Linked DNA regions of Hordeum vulgare: region 1 is linked to region 2. A link is a contact called in public Hi-C data. All regions are on one chromosome and are shown on one strand. Each heading gives the region's core, a stretch centred on a gene start, on an enhancer-like site or on the middle of the called end of the contact. The rest is flanking DNA. Distances are from core to core; before and after follow the strand shown. Region 1 has its middle 65 kb from the start of LOC123427532. Region 2 holds the start of LOC123427532 (acyl-CoA thioesterase 2-like).

Evidence for each region. A called contact is a pair of places that touch in the nucleus more often than the background predicts.
Region 1: a contact with region 2 is called in a Hi-C map of leaf, with 5 times the contacts expected there. The contact joins the enhancer-like site here to the promoter of LOC123427532 in region 2. A contact is called at or near these places in 3 of 6 Hi-C or Micro-C datasets (leaf and seedling).

The regions. Positions count from the first base shown.
Region 1 is chr2H:593,401,675-593,408,332 of MorexV3_pseudomolecules_assembly, forward strand. No RefSeq gene overlaps it. Among protein-coding and RNA genes, the nearest start is that of LOC123427532, 65 kb to the left of the region's middle. Within about 2 kb of position 5,162, at least 2 of the 3 cell types and tissues checked have open chromatin away from gene starts, as enhancers often do. A contact at or near this core is called in leaf, where this site is marked.
Region 2 is chr2H:593,338,054-593,345,162 of MorexV3_pseudomolecules_assembly, forward strand. LOC123427532 (acyl-CoA thioesterase 2-like) reads right to left here and starts at 2,235. Exons shown (of 17, transcript XM_045111606.1): 1 at 2,045-2,235; 2 at 1,877-1,969; 3 at 1,285-1,352; 4 at 677-758; 5 at 478-524; 6 at 219-344. The coding sequence starts at 2,060.

The DNA.
Region 1 (6,658 bases), core at 3,912-6,411, 67 kb after region 2:
TTTTGGACACAAAATGAGTTTGGAACATTCATCAAAATGCAATGAACATGTGAAATTTGACACAAACAAGTTGATGAATAAAAGTTCATGCCCACAAGTTCAAAATCATGCCCACAAGTTCATCCAACCAAGTTCAAAATGCAAACTAAAGTTCAAGACACAGATGAAAGACACATCAATCCTCTTCCTCGTCTTCGTCCTCATTTTTCGAAGACGATTCTTTCGCCTCCGAAGATGAATCTTCCTCCCTCACCTCATCACGCACCGCATCACGTGAAGCTCCGGCGGCGGCGGCGGCGGCGGGGGGGAGGGGTCGCGGCTGTACAGTGGGGTGAGCGGGGTGCCGGCGCGTGCGTCCATGGGTGCAGTTCGCCGCCGCCGGCGCGCGCGGGGCGTAGGAGGCGGAGATGAGAGAGTGCGGCGCGAGCGCTCGAGTGTGGCGCGCGTGGAAGCGGGCGCCCCAAATACACCGCGCGAGATAGCGAATCCGACCGCGCGCCCAACTCCTTATGGCGCACGCGTGGTTATTGCGCGTCCGCTGAAGCCATCCGTCGGGTTGCGCGCGCTAAAATGACCTAATTTTCGGCATGGCGCTTGTTTAGCGCGGCTGTTTGGAGATGCTCTTATAAAAAAAAAGTGCTCCCGACTCATCGCTTTCGAGTCGGTTCCTATAGTCGGTTCCTTTTCACCTCTTTATTTTTCTTTTGCTTGACCAAACAACGGACGACGCAACACCTCCCGCCGTCCCGCGTCCTCGTCTCTCTCCGGCAACCGGGCCCTTCAACGCCCTTGACTTGATCGGGCGCGCTTTGATCTCGCGCCGCCAATGGCAAAGCCAAGCGCCGCCTCCCCCGCCCGGGAGATCGCGCGCCCGTCGAGCTCGCTCTCCAAGGCCGCCCGCCGCCGCGCCGGCGCCGTATCCCAGAAGCTCGCGGCGCGCGGCCTAGGGGCCTTCGTGTGGCACAAGAAGCTCGACCGCGATCTCGCCCGCGGCCTCCTCCCGGACATCGTCTCGCTCCGCTCCGAGCGCCGCCGCTGCCTCGCGCGCCGCAAGGAGGCCGCCGCCGTCAGTTCGTCGGCCGCGTGCCGGCGGAGCTCGCCGCCGCCGGTCAGGACCGCGTCGCTGGCCAGGGCGGAGGAGGAGGCGAAGGAGGCCGCCTTCCTCCTCGAGCAGAGCAGGCTCCGGGCCGAGACGCGGTTCGGCTACGGGCGCCCCAAGCCCATCGACGTGCTCGTCAAGTCGCTCGACGGGACGCGGCCCCGCGCCGTCGCGGCGCGTCCTTGGAGGACCTCAGGCAACTCGGCAAGGAGATCGATCAGCACGCCGTTATCGACCGGGCCAACGGGCCCTTCTGGGAGGCCGCCAAGGTAATGTGCGACGACGAGATTGCCAGGGCCGCCGGGACGGCCGGGCACGGCGAGAGGCTGTTGCACGCCGCGATCCTCGCCGACGTGAGGGTCGTCGTCGAAGGCAAGAGCATCGAAGAGTTCGAAGCGATGCAGGAGACCGTCGCCGCGCGGATGGCTGCCGGCAAGGCCATGGTCGTCGAGCACTGGCAGGGCGTGACAGAGCTTATCCGGGTGGAGAAGGCCAGGAAGTACCTGCAGCAGAACTACTCAACATGCGACGACGACGAGGCACCGCCCTCCTCCGACGACAAGGACGACGGACCCGAGAGCGCAGACGACACGGCCGACGCCGACGGGGAGGAAGGGTCGGAGGCGCTCTGCCCGGTCGCATTGCCGCAGACACCGCCGGGTCCAGAGCAGAGGAAGCCCAAGTACATCACGCGGGTGCGGTCAGGGTTCGAGTGGAACAAGTACAACCGCGTGCACTACGACCATGACCAGCCGCCGCCCAAGATCGTCAAGGGCTATAAGTTCGTGGTGCACTACCCCGACCTCGCCGGCACGAAGCCACCGGAGTACACCATCCACGAGGACGGGGACAGCGGGGAGACCTGCATCATCAAGTTCCACGCCGGGCCGCCGTACGAGGACGTGGCGTTCAGGATCGTGAACAAGGAGTGGGAGTACTCGCGCAAGGCGGGATTCAGGTGCACCTTCGAGAGGGGCATCTTGCACCTGAATTTCAACTTCAAGCGCTTCTTTTACAAGCGATGAGAGTGAAATTCTTCATGCTCCAGGAGAAGAGATTGACCGCAAATATATCCGACTGTAATAATAGATGTTGATTTTTATGTTAATCTGCTCTGAATTTTTGTGTAGCAAAATATTTCAGCCAAAGACTACCGCTGTCAGGTAGGAGTAACTCATATTTCAGTCAAGCTAGTTTTACTTTCCATATTGCTTCTTTGTTGCTGTTTGATGGCCAATGTTCCATAGGATGGAGCCTTGTTTGCTAGCTCTTTGTTTTTGTTGTCAAGTTATAGTTGTCCAAGATTGGTTTGCAGATGCATGTTGCAGTGGTCATGACAGGTTGGGAGGGGTAATGTTCCACTCCTCAGGAAATGCCTCAAAACATTCAAACCGTCTTTCTGAACACGGTGCACACATAGAGTTTCTGGACACCGTTTAGCTACTACAGCAGCAGGATTTGTAGTGCCATCAGATGTTCAATATACGGTAATGTCGATCAGCGTCCAAGGCAATTAATTACATGTCTGCGTTCAAACCAGCCTCCAAGGCAATTAAATCACAGGTCTGCGTTCTCTATACGCTTGTCTAGGTAATCTTTCTTGGTACTAAAATGGCTCTGCAAGTGTTGCGCCGAAACCAGCTGCAGATATAACATGTCTCTTGCCGGTTGTTTACTCGCAATCTGCTGGTAATTTTAGTTGCCATTGTTCAAACATGAAAAAATAGAAATAAATCCATTAGGGGATTATGAAAACTATTGCAGTGCATATGGATTGTCAAGCCTTTTTTGTCAGTTCGGATTTTTGGTTGTGTTGATTAGTGCATGAAGGGTAACAAAAACATCTTAAGATAGGTCCATAATGCGATTCTACGGAAAATAAGGTCACGTGCTAAGTTCAGTATTTCAGTTCACTGAAGATGGCAGAGGCTACATCTGCAAACTGACGGAAAATGCCTGTCCAGAGTGAGAGTGGTATCCAACTACTTTAATTCGTGTGTATGGATAAACATGGTACAAATGTTGGTAAGAATAAACTAGTTGTCTGTGGTGTTATTTCCACCGTAATGATGACAGTTTCCTTCAGAATTACTGTACTGTCAAAATAAGAAGAATAGTACTCCCTCCGTCCAAGTCGCTGATTATACAAAATTAGTACAAAGTTGTACTATTTTTATCCGAAAATGCCGTTTGGAGCTCGGGCTCATGGCACCCTTTATTTTTTTTAAATTCAAAGTTCAAATTTTGGTTTTAAAAAAATCTGAAAAAAATACAAGCACACAAGGATGAAATTATATGTGTGCAAAAATCCAGGATTAAATACCTTCAGATGCGATCTGTGCAAAAAGAACAAACTCATGGACGTTTGGAATGAATTTGTTTTTCAACGTATTTTGTTTTAAAAATTTGCACACATGTGTGTTATGCCTCTATTTATATCCATATTTTTTTAAGATTTTTTTTGAAATGTAAAAAATACGATAGTTAATGATTTTTGGGTTTTTTTAAAAACAGGGCTCCATGAAGCCCGAGCTTCAAAATGCCCTACTCATTTTCCTCCTCTTATTATTTTTTTGGAAATAGAGCTTCTCTTCTCCATTAATGTCATCCAAGCACAGTAGACAGTAATGATTTTGCTAACTAAGGCTGGTCATAGTAGGAAGTAACATATAGTAGTATCATGCATATCATACTATTGTATGATATTACCTTTATATTGCATAGTATCGTAAACTAGTATCAGAGGTGATCTTATTTATTACCATGCATGACACAAAGTAGCATTGCATTTAACATGATACGGTATCTATCTATGTTACTCTAACCTCCTCTTTCTTTTTTAATTCTCTGCCACATCAGCATGTTTGCTATTCTCAAGTATATGTTACTAGCTAAGATACCACCACTATGGCTAGCCTAAATCGACTGCGGATGAACACTACCGCAAGAGCGAGGGCGAGAGGTGCTTCAGTCATGTGAACAAGTGTCAGAACTGTTGTCCGACCGAACCAAAGAAACTGAAGATGAACACCACGAGAGCGAGGGCGAGGATCGATGGCGATGCAGTCCAGTGAACAAGTGTCAGAACTGTAGTCTGATCGAACCAAGGAAAAATGCAGATGAATGGGTCTAAATCAACTGCTGATGAAGACCACGAGAGCGAGGGCGAGGATCGATGGCGATGCAGTCCAGTGAACATGTGGCAAACTGTGGTCTGATCGAACCAAGGAAAATGCCGATGAATGGGTCTAAATCAACTGCTGATGAACACCGCGACGAGTGGGTAATTAACTACGACAGTCTGTAGTCTAAAAAATATATATAATACGAGATGGGTATATGTTTCCTTCTACGTTTTATTGGTTTGTGGAGGAGGAGGGTATACTGAAGCACACCTCTAACAATTAACATGGATTCAAAAATACTCGCTTCATCGGAAAATTATTTATCGCAGAAATGAAAGTATCTCCGTTGGCACAAGTGAAGAAGAGACCTGTGCAGCGCAAAGCAAACGAGAGGCAATCAAAGACCTTACAAAACAAGTTCAGTAAACCCTGCCAAGGCAGAAGGCACAACTGTAAGGTGAAAGGTGACAGTTTCACAGGCAAAAATATGAAGGCAAATACAGGTCGATTACGGCCCTCCTTTCTGAAGGAAAATGCGCCTGGAGACGACCGGCGTCTGCATCATCGACCATCCGGAGCTGTAGCGCCTCATCGACAAACAGAAACCACCAGGCGCTGATGAATCAACTTGCGGACGTACGAATCGTTGAACATCGGATCCACCGTAGGCTACAGCCCGTCCGACAGCGATTTATACATACCAGATTCCCCATTGGCTTATGAGTCGTTGAAACTTCGCCTGCGCAGAGGCAATGATCGGGACCGGATTTGCTCCCGTCGATTTCCGTTAAACAGGAAAGGAATCAAAACCGAAACGACTGGTGATGCTGAAGAACAGCACGGATCCGCATCACTCTGAGCCTTAATAATGACGGGTAAGACTGTCGTTGTGAGTCTGCTCATGGATCCTCGTAGCTCTTATGCTGTAGTCCGCACTGAACACTGAACTGTTTACACCTAATAAATCGACTGCAGATGAGCACCACGAGAGCGAGGGCGAGGAGCGGTTCAGCAATTATCTTTTTGGGCGGGTTCGATGAGCAGATGCATTAGCTTTTTGTTTGACCTTAGCCACTGAGGATTTTTTAAAGATATTTAGCTTTCACAATATCTTGCCACAGTCCTTCTTTTTTTTCTAGTGTCAAAATCTGGTGTCAACACCTACAAATCAAATACATTGAACCCCGACGACGAGGCACCTAGTACGTCCGACGTCGGCAGCGATCATGTGGAGCCGCGGAGGCCTAGTGCCCGAACAAACGAAAACCACCAGAGGCCGCGACAAATGAACCAGCCAAAAGGTAGGAATCGGTGAGCAGCAGATCCATTGTTGGCCGAGCCGACAGGAAATCGGTGATAAAATACCCCCATTGGCCCGTGAGATTTGAGCAACTTGGCCTGCGCACACCCAACGACCGGGACCGCCGGATTGGCCGCGCCTCCGCACGGGTGCTGCCACTGCAAAGTACAGACCACTGTTGGCCACTGCATATCGCCATCGTAAGAGCATATCCAGTAGAGCCTCAAACCCTTAAAAATAACCCTTTTTTTTTACGGTTTTCATCGAAAAAACGGCGTAGACTAGAACCCTTAAACCTGTAAAAAAATTTAGAGGTCCAATCCTCAAATCCCTTCCCAACCTGTAGAAATAAGGGTTGGGAGGGAAAACAGCCCCCAACCCGTACTCCACTTCCACTTCGCGCGGGAGGCAGTTGGTTCCCCGCACGTGCGAGGAAGTTGCCTCGGCCGCCGCCGCCCCTCGCTCCGGCCGCCGCCCCGCCTCCCCCCGCGCCGGCCGCCGTCCTGCGCTCCCTCCGTGCCCCGGTCGTCGCCCCGCCGCCCCTTCGCGCCCCGGCCGCTGCCCTCCTTGCCCCGCCGCCCTCCGCATCTCGGCCGCTGCCCACCGCGCTCCGGTCGCCGCCCCGCCGCCCCCGCGCCCCGGCCGCCGCCTCTCCGCGCCCCGCCGCCCTCCGCATCTCGGTCGCCGCCCACCGCGCCCCGGCCGCCGCCCCGCCGGCCCACTGCGCCCCGGCCGCCGCTCCGCCTCCCGGGAATATTTCGTTATAAGGGTTGGGTTTGAGGGTTCTAGTCTTTACCCCTGTTTTTCAACCCTTAAAAGTGTTAAAAATGTGTAATTTTCAACCCTTAAAACTGGTTTTAGATTTAAGGGTTTGAGGGTTCTACTAGAGATGCTCTAACCACGGTCGACGTGGACCGGCGGGAGTAAAGTATGAAATAAACCCTGAGGTTGTAGAGGTCGATGCAGAGGAACCCTCACCTTTAAATTCCTGAAGTTTGTACCCAGAACTTTTTGATCCTGATCTATCCTAACCTTAGTTGTGTTTGGCACATCGGGAAAAGCACAATCCTAAGCGGGAACTCTTTCTCACTATTGCACGGGCAACACATTAGAACCATCTTCTTCCTCGCTCCC
Region 2 (7,109 bases), core at 985-3,484:
ACTGAAATGAGTGAACAAACACACAAACGTTTTTATATACATCTGATTCAGAAAAAAGTTAGAACATCTTATATTTGTGAACGGAGGGAGTACAATTTAAGCAATTAGTATGTCTGATCATCATTCCTCCAGTACAGTGAACAAACTGAGACATGATACATACCGCCTTAACAAAATAGAAACATCATAGATATAAACATACATCTGTCTGGACTTACCTCTAATTTCTCCAGATGTAAAATTTGTTCCATCAATGAATGGCTTTCAGGTGTTTCTTCTGCATTCCAAATTGTCTTTGTTTGCAGCAGATGTCCGTATTGACTTGGCAATACAAAGCAGGACAGCTGTGATACATGAATAACAATAAGCTAAAGCGAACTATTGGATTTGGAAAAGCCATCAGCTAATATCATTGCAAACAGAACTCCTAAAGCAAATAAATGTCAAGTTAGAAAACAGAAATATGGAAAATGATACCTTTGTTACCGCAATAACATTTACTTGATGTACAGAACTATTGGTCCCTATAAAACAATTAAAAAAAAACATTAGGAGTTATCCAAAAAAAATACATGAAATACAAACTGTTAAGTCTTTTCAAGCAAAATATGGACATACATGATGAAACTAGATACAATCCGTCACAAAACTAAAATCATGTATAGAGATGTCTTACCATAACCAAAGTAGTCATACTTATTTAACACATAGTCTGGACGGTTTGCTTCTTCTGTGTTTGCAGGAGCAGAAACTTCAGCCTGCAAGATAGTGAGAATGTCTTTCAAGTAAAAGAATTTTTTGATAGAGCAATACTTTGTTGGCTGCTGAGAGATAGTAATTTTACTCTGAAGGTCCGGAACTATAAAACTCAGGTTGAGTCTTTCCCCCAGAGAATGAATGCAAATAACCAACGATATAGAAATTGAACAACACTCTTTTCTTTAATGATTTCCCGGCAACTTAGAAAGAAAATAGTTCTTGTAACAAATTATGCTTTACTGTTTCGAGAAACCGCAAAAAGCCTCCTTCTCGATGCATCGACGACAAATAGAAAAAAGTTATTTACAAGCCTACAAGTAGGTCAACAAAAGTTCTTCTATCTGTAATGCCGAAAATGAAGCACACGACCCATTCAAATTTGCTGATATAGTATTGGTTTTTCAGGTGGTAGTCAAGACCTCTCATAGGGAACAACGGCATTATGAATTTATAATGAACTCCGCCATTCTGCGAAAGAAAGGTATCTCTGTGAATAAGTGAAGCAAGAACTAGCCTAACCAATACCTGCCCATCCAGTATGATGCAAAGACCATCTACTGGTTCACCTTCACGAGCAACATAATCACTGGGTTCTGCAAAATACCACCATGAAAAACAAAATGCACAAATCAACTTTGATCCTACACCACAATCAGTGAAATACAAAATCACCACCATTCCAGTTAAGCGCATATACTGAAGAGTCAAGGGCTAAACATCTACTCCCTGGGTTCCTAAATATTTGTCTTTTTTAGAGATTCATACATACAAAGCAAAACAAACGAATCTATATTCTAAATAATGTCTATATACATCCGTATGTAGTTCATGCATTTGCTCTCGATGGTTAACATTTTATACTTCCATGCAGATCTCAACGCCAGCGCAACCTAGTAAATCGCTCATAATCGGCGAGCAGCATACAGAAATAAGCACAGTGAAGAACAAATCATGGGAGTCACATCAGACACCCTGACTGACACAGAGAACATGAACATCTTTCGGTAATTCAGTAGGGTAACAGTAGAGAGTACTCTGAGCCAACCGAAGCCAGATTCAGGCTGCGCTCGCCTGAACTAGGACCGATCGATCTAGGGGGCGCGCGACTCTGACTCACCGTAGTGCTTGACCTGGACGGCCTCGGCGATCCTGCGGATGGAGGAGCCGGGGAGGCACTGCAGGAGGGGCACCTGGCCCAGGAACTCCGTCACTGCACACCAACGGGAATCGTCCCCAGAATTAGCCACAGTCGCTCCCAAATCCGGCAGGCTCGCCGCTGCCTTACCTTCTTCCCGGTCCATCGGCGGAGGCGTCGGCGGGGCGGGAGGGGGAGCAGCAGCACAGCAGCACCGGGAGCAGCTGCGCGCCGGAAGGCGGACAATAATATCTCGAGTTTAAAAGCGATTGGGATTTGGCAGGGGTCCGGAAGCTGTGGGGAGGACGAGCCGAGAGGAACAAATACCTGCTCCGGTTTTTCCCTTGCTTTCCACGCGTTTTTTCTTTTCTTTTCTGAGTGGTGCTTGCTTTCCACACGTGGGAGGCGTGGACGGGCGGGTGTACGTGCCAGGGCTGGAGTCGCTGGAGGGCTCTCTCAGTGACGTGTGGGCCAGAGGAATATACTCCGTAGTATATATTTGCCCTCGCTGGCCCAAACTGTAATGGGATAGTTTTAGCATGTGCGATTTACCGGATTGGATTGCTCATCTCGTCGGGCATCTTCCTCAACCGTTTGATGCTCGGATAATCGTTGTTTAGGCGTTGATGCCAGCAATCAAAAGACGCAGAGGGAGAGGTTAGATCATCTTTAGTAAAACCTTCAAACCCTCAAATCCTTAAAAATAACCGTTTTTTTTACAGTTTTCATCGGAAAAACGACGTAGATTAGAACCCTTAAAGCCTTAAACCCGTAAAAAAAATTAGAGATCCAACCCTCAAACCCCCTTCCCAGCCTGTAGAAGTGAGGGTTGGGAGGAAAAACTCCCCTAACCCGCACTCTTTTTCCCACATCGCGCGGGAGGAAGTTGGTTCCCCCGCGCGGGAGGAATCCGCAGCGGCTGCCGCCAGCCCGCCGCCCTCCGCGCTCCGGCCGCCGCCCCTCCGCGCCCCGGCCGTCGCCCCTCCGCGCCCCCGTCGCCGCCCTCCGCGCCCCGGCCGCGTCCCTGCCCCGCCCCGAACGCCGCCCGCCCGCGCCCCGCCTCGGCCGGCCGTCCCCGCCCGCCCCGGTGAGATTTTTTTTTACTTTTTCAGTTTTAAATTTTTGCTTCATTGGCACTAATTGTAGCCACTTGGTATGTAGATGGACTTGTTGTCAAATTCATCGGATTGGTCGTCATCCGACGATTTGGACATTGACGAGCTGTTGCAAGACGACGACGTGCAAGCGTTTGAAGACCGCGTGAAGCTTATGGATCAGAGGAGAGGGTCGAAGATGGGGCGACTCACCATCTACCGGAACCGCGCTCTCGGACACGAGCATTTGATGCAAGACTACTTCGCGGAGGTACCTACATACCCTCCTCGTCTCTTTCGCATAAGGTACCAGATGCGTCGTAGTTTGTTTGTGAAGATTGTCACTGATTGTGAGGCTGCCTCCTATTATTTTAAACGTCGTAGATCCGCCGCCGGTATCATGGGGTTTAGTGCATATCAAAAGATATCGACGGCAATGTGGGTACTCGCTTATGGCATACCCGCGGATTATACCGACGAGTATCTTTGCATTGGGAAAGATACAACCACGGAGTCCGTCCGTAGGTTTGCCAAGTTGATCATCCGGTTGTACGGTGAGCAGTATCTTCGGGCACCAAACGAGGAAGATACAAAGAGATTAATGGAAATGAATGAAAAAAGGGGATGGACGGGGATGCTTGGTAGTCTTGATTGCATGCATTGGAGGTGGAAAAGTTGCCCAAAGGCATGGCAGGGAATGTATTGCGGTAAAAGCCGTGATGCTACCATTGTGCTTGAGGCCGTAGCATCGGAGGACACATGGATTTGGCATGCATTCTTTGGGTTTCGGGGAACACTCAATGATATCAATGTCCTCAATAGATCTCCTTTGTTCAAAAGATTAATTTCTGGGGATGCTCCAGCTTGCAACTACAAAATCATGAACAATGAGTACTCAATGGGATACTATCTCACCGATGGCATCTATCCCGAATGGGCAACTCTTGTGAAGTCCATCAAGGAGAAAAATGGGGTGCCCTTAACAAGAAAACAGGCTCATTTCACCAAGGCACAAGAGGCAGCCCGCAAAGATATTGAGAGAGCTCTCGGTGCTTTGCAAGCAAGGTTTGCCATAGTTCGGGGTCCAGCTCGGTTTTGGGGCAAAAAAACCTTGATGAACATCATGAAATGTTGTGTGATTCTACACAACATGATCCTAGAGGATGAGAGAGGGTTAAACCTCCCTTGTTTCTATGACAATGTTGGTACCCGTGTGCAACCGGAAAGAAACCCTTCTCGCATACACGCTTTTCTTCAAGCACATCATGAGATTGAGGATGGGACCACTCATGGTCGGCTCCGGGATGATCTAGTAGAGCACCACTGGCATTTGGATGGGCGGCGCATTGGCCCATGATGTATCTTTGTTTTACTTTTCTATGTCCTATTTGATTCGAACAATTGTTGTAATTTTCTCAAACATTGTTGTAATGATTTGAATGATTATTGTTTTATTCGGTGGTGTAATAATAACTAGAATGATTATTATTTTATGTCAAATGTGATTGAATTTGTGATATGTCATATGATGAAATGTGATGAAATGTGTGATATATGAAATGACAGTTGTAAGGGTTGGGGTTGGGGCAAAGACTAGAACCCTCAAACCCAACCCTTATTCTGTTATAAGGGTTGGGTTTGAGGGTTCTAGTCTTTGCCCCTGTTTTTCAACCCTTAAAAGTGTCAAAAATGGCCAATTCTCAACCCTTAAAACTGGTTTTAGATTTAAGGGTTTTGAGGGTTCTACTAGAGGTGCTCTTAGAGCATAGATCCCCTTAAAAACATGTATAAGATGCATTATAGGTCGTTTTTATGGTGTCAAATTACCCTGGACAAAACATACCCTGTAAATAAAACTGTATTTCATTATAGTCTTTTTTTTTTCTCCCGTCCTGGCAGACGTCGTCCCTATTCACGGTGTGCCTCGCCTAGGTGCCATCCGTTCACGGCCACGCATGCAGTGACAGAGCCATGTGCCGCCCGCTCGGACCACGAGCTCCCTGGAAAGCCTGCATGTCCTTGAATTAGCCCGGCACCGTGCGAGCTCCCCGCCCCCTCCCTTCCCGACACCGCCCGGCGATGGCCTGCTCGCCTTGCCTCGGTAGTGGAGGTCGACCCGGCTGCAAGGCAAATTCTGACATGCGACGACTTCTTTCGACGTGCGTCGACGAATTTCAGTGAGTTCCAGGTTGATTCCGACCAGCTCTGTGGCAGCGCATCTGCTCCAGCAAGGTTTGATCGTTTTGCAGGTTAAACTGTATACTGCCTTCAAAACTGTATATATGAGGTTCTCGCGGATAGATTTTGAGTACCCTTTAAAAAGTTTAATGACTGAACGAGTTTTACGGGATCTGTTAGGCGCTGTTTTGCAACCAAAACTATAAAACACCTTTTTCTTGCGGGTTTGACCACTTTTAAGGGATTTGCTATATATGCTCTTAGGTTGTGTTTGGTTCAACTTCACTTGCCAGCTTTTAGGTCCAAAAGCTACAATCTGAACCAAACATGTTTTCCATCGAAGCAGCTTTGGGGGAAGCTGCAGATTCTCTCTGTGTAATTTCGGCAGCTGGTCCAACCCAACTTTCGCAACTGCAAAACCAACCCAAATAGTTGTCCCTAGGAAGTTGGGTATTATTTACCCACGCTTGCCACTCTAAAGTGAAGTAACCCTTCGATCTATTCTCTCCCAGCACCCCTCGGTCGCACGAACGAACAGAGCTAGCCACCACGGGAGCTGCTCTCCTTGCTAGGGTTCGCCGCTACCAACTGCTAAAGCGGACTCCAGCGACCATCCAGCCACCGCCGCCGCAGGTAATACCCCCATCTCTCTCCTCCCTCGTCCCTCCCTCCACCCCCTTTGTTCCTCCCTGAAAGGACGTGGATGTCGCCTAGAGGGGGGGTGAATAGGCGCTTTAAAATAATTAAGGTTTAGGCTTGAACAAATGTGGAATAAAACTAACGTTTAATATGTCAAGCACAAAACCGACAAACAACTAGGCTCACCTATGTGCACCAACAACTTATGCTAAGCAAGATAAACAACTAAGTGATAGCAAGATATATTACAATAAACAATATGTCTATCACAAAGTAAAGTGCATAAGTAAAGGGTTCGGGTAAGAGATAACCGAGGCACGGGGAGACGATGATGTATCCCGAAGTTCACACCCTTGCGGATGCTAATCTCCGTTAGAGCGGTGTGGAGGCACAATGCTCCCCAAGATGCCACTAAGGCCACCGTAATCTCCTCACGCCCTCGCACAATGCAAGATGCCGTGATTCCACTAAGGGACCCTTGAGGGCGGTCACCGAACCCGTACAAATGGCAAACCTTGGGGGCGGTCACCGAACCCGTACACGTGGCAACCCTTGGGGGCGGTTACCGAACCCGTACAAATTGCTCGGGGCAATCTCCACAACCTAATTGGAGACCCCGACGCTTGCCCGGAGCTTCACACCACAATGATTGAGCTCCGAGACACCACCAAGCTTCTAGGACGCCAAAGCATCCGCGAAGAACAATATATAGGGTACTAAGTACCAAAGGTAATAAGCTTCTCAAACTTCACTTCCACGTATCACCGTGGAGAACTCAAACCGATGCAACTAATGCAATGGCAAGAACACACGAAGTGGTCAAGTCCCTCACACTCAAATCCCTCCACAACAACGAATGCTATGGAGAAATATGAGAGGAAGAACATTCCCCTCACATAGAGGAGAAAGTGATTGGTGGAGATGTGGATCTAGATCTCCTCTCTCTTCTCCCTCAAGAACAAGCAAGAATCATTGGAGGGATTGAGAGTAAGCAAGCTCTAAGAATGTCAACAATGGAGGTAGAACAAGAGCTCAACGAATGGATAAGGCCAAGGGGGAAGAAGACCCCCTTTATATAGTGGGGGAAGGAATCAGACCGTTACCCCCACTCTCTGCCCGAGCTCCAGCGGTACTACCGCTGGCTGCAGCGGTACTACCGCTGGCACTCCAGCGGTACTACCGCTGACTGCAGCGGTACTACCGCTGACTGCAGCGGTACTACCGCTGGGCCCAACGGTACTACCGCTGGACCCCTGGTAGTGCAAAGGCACTACCACCGTCAAGAAAGTCTTCGCAAAAAGGTC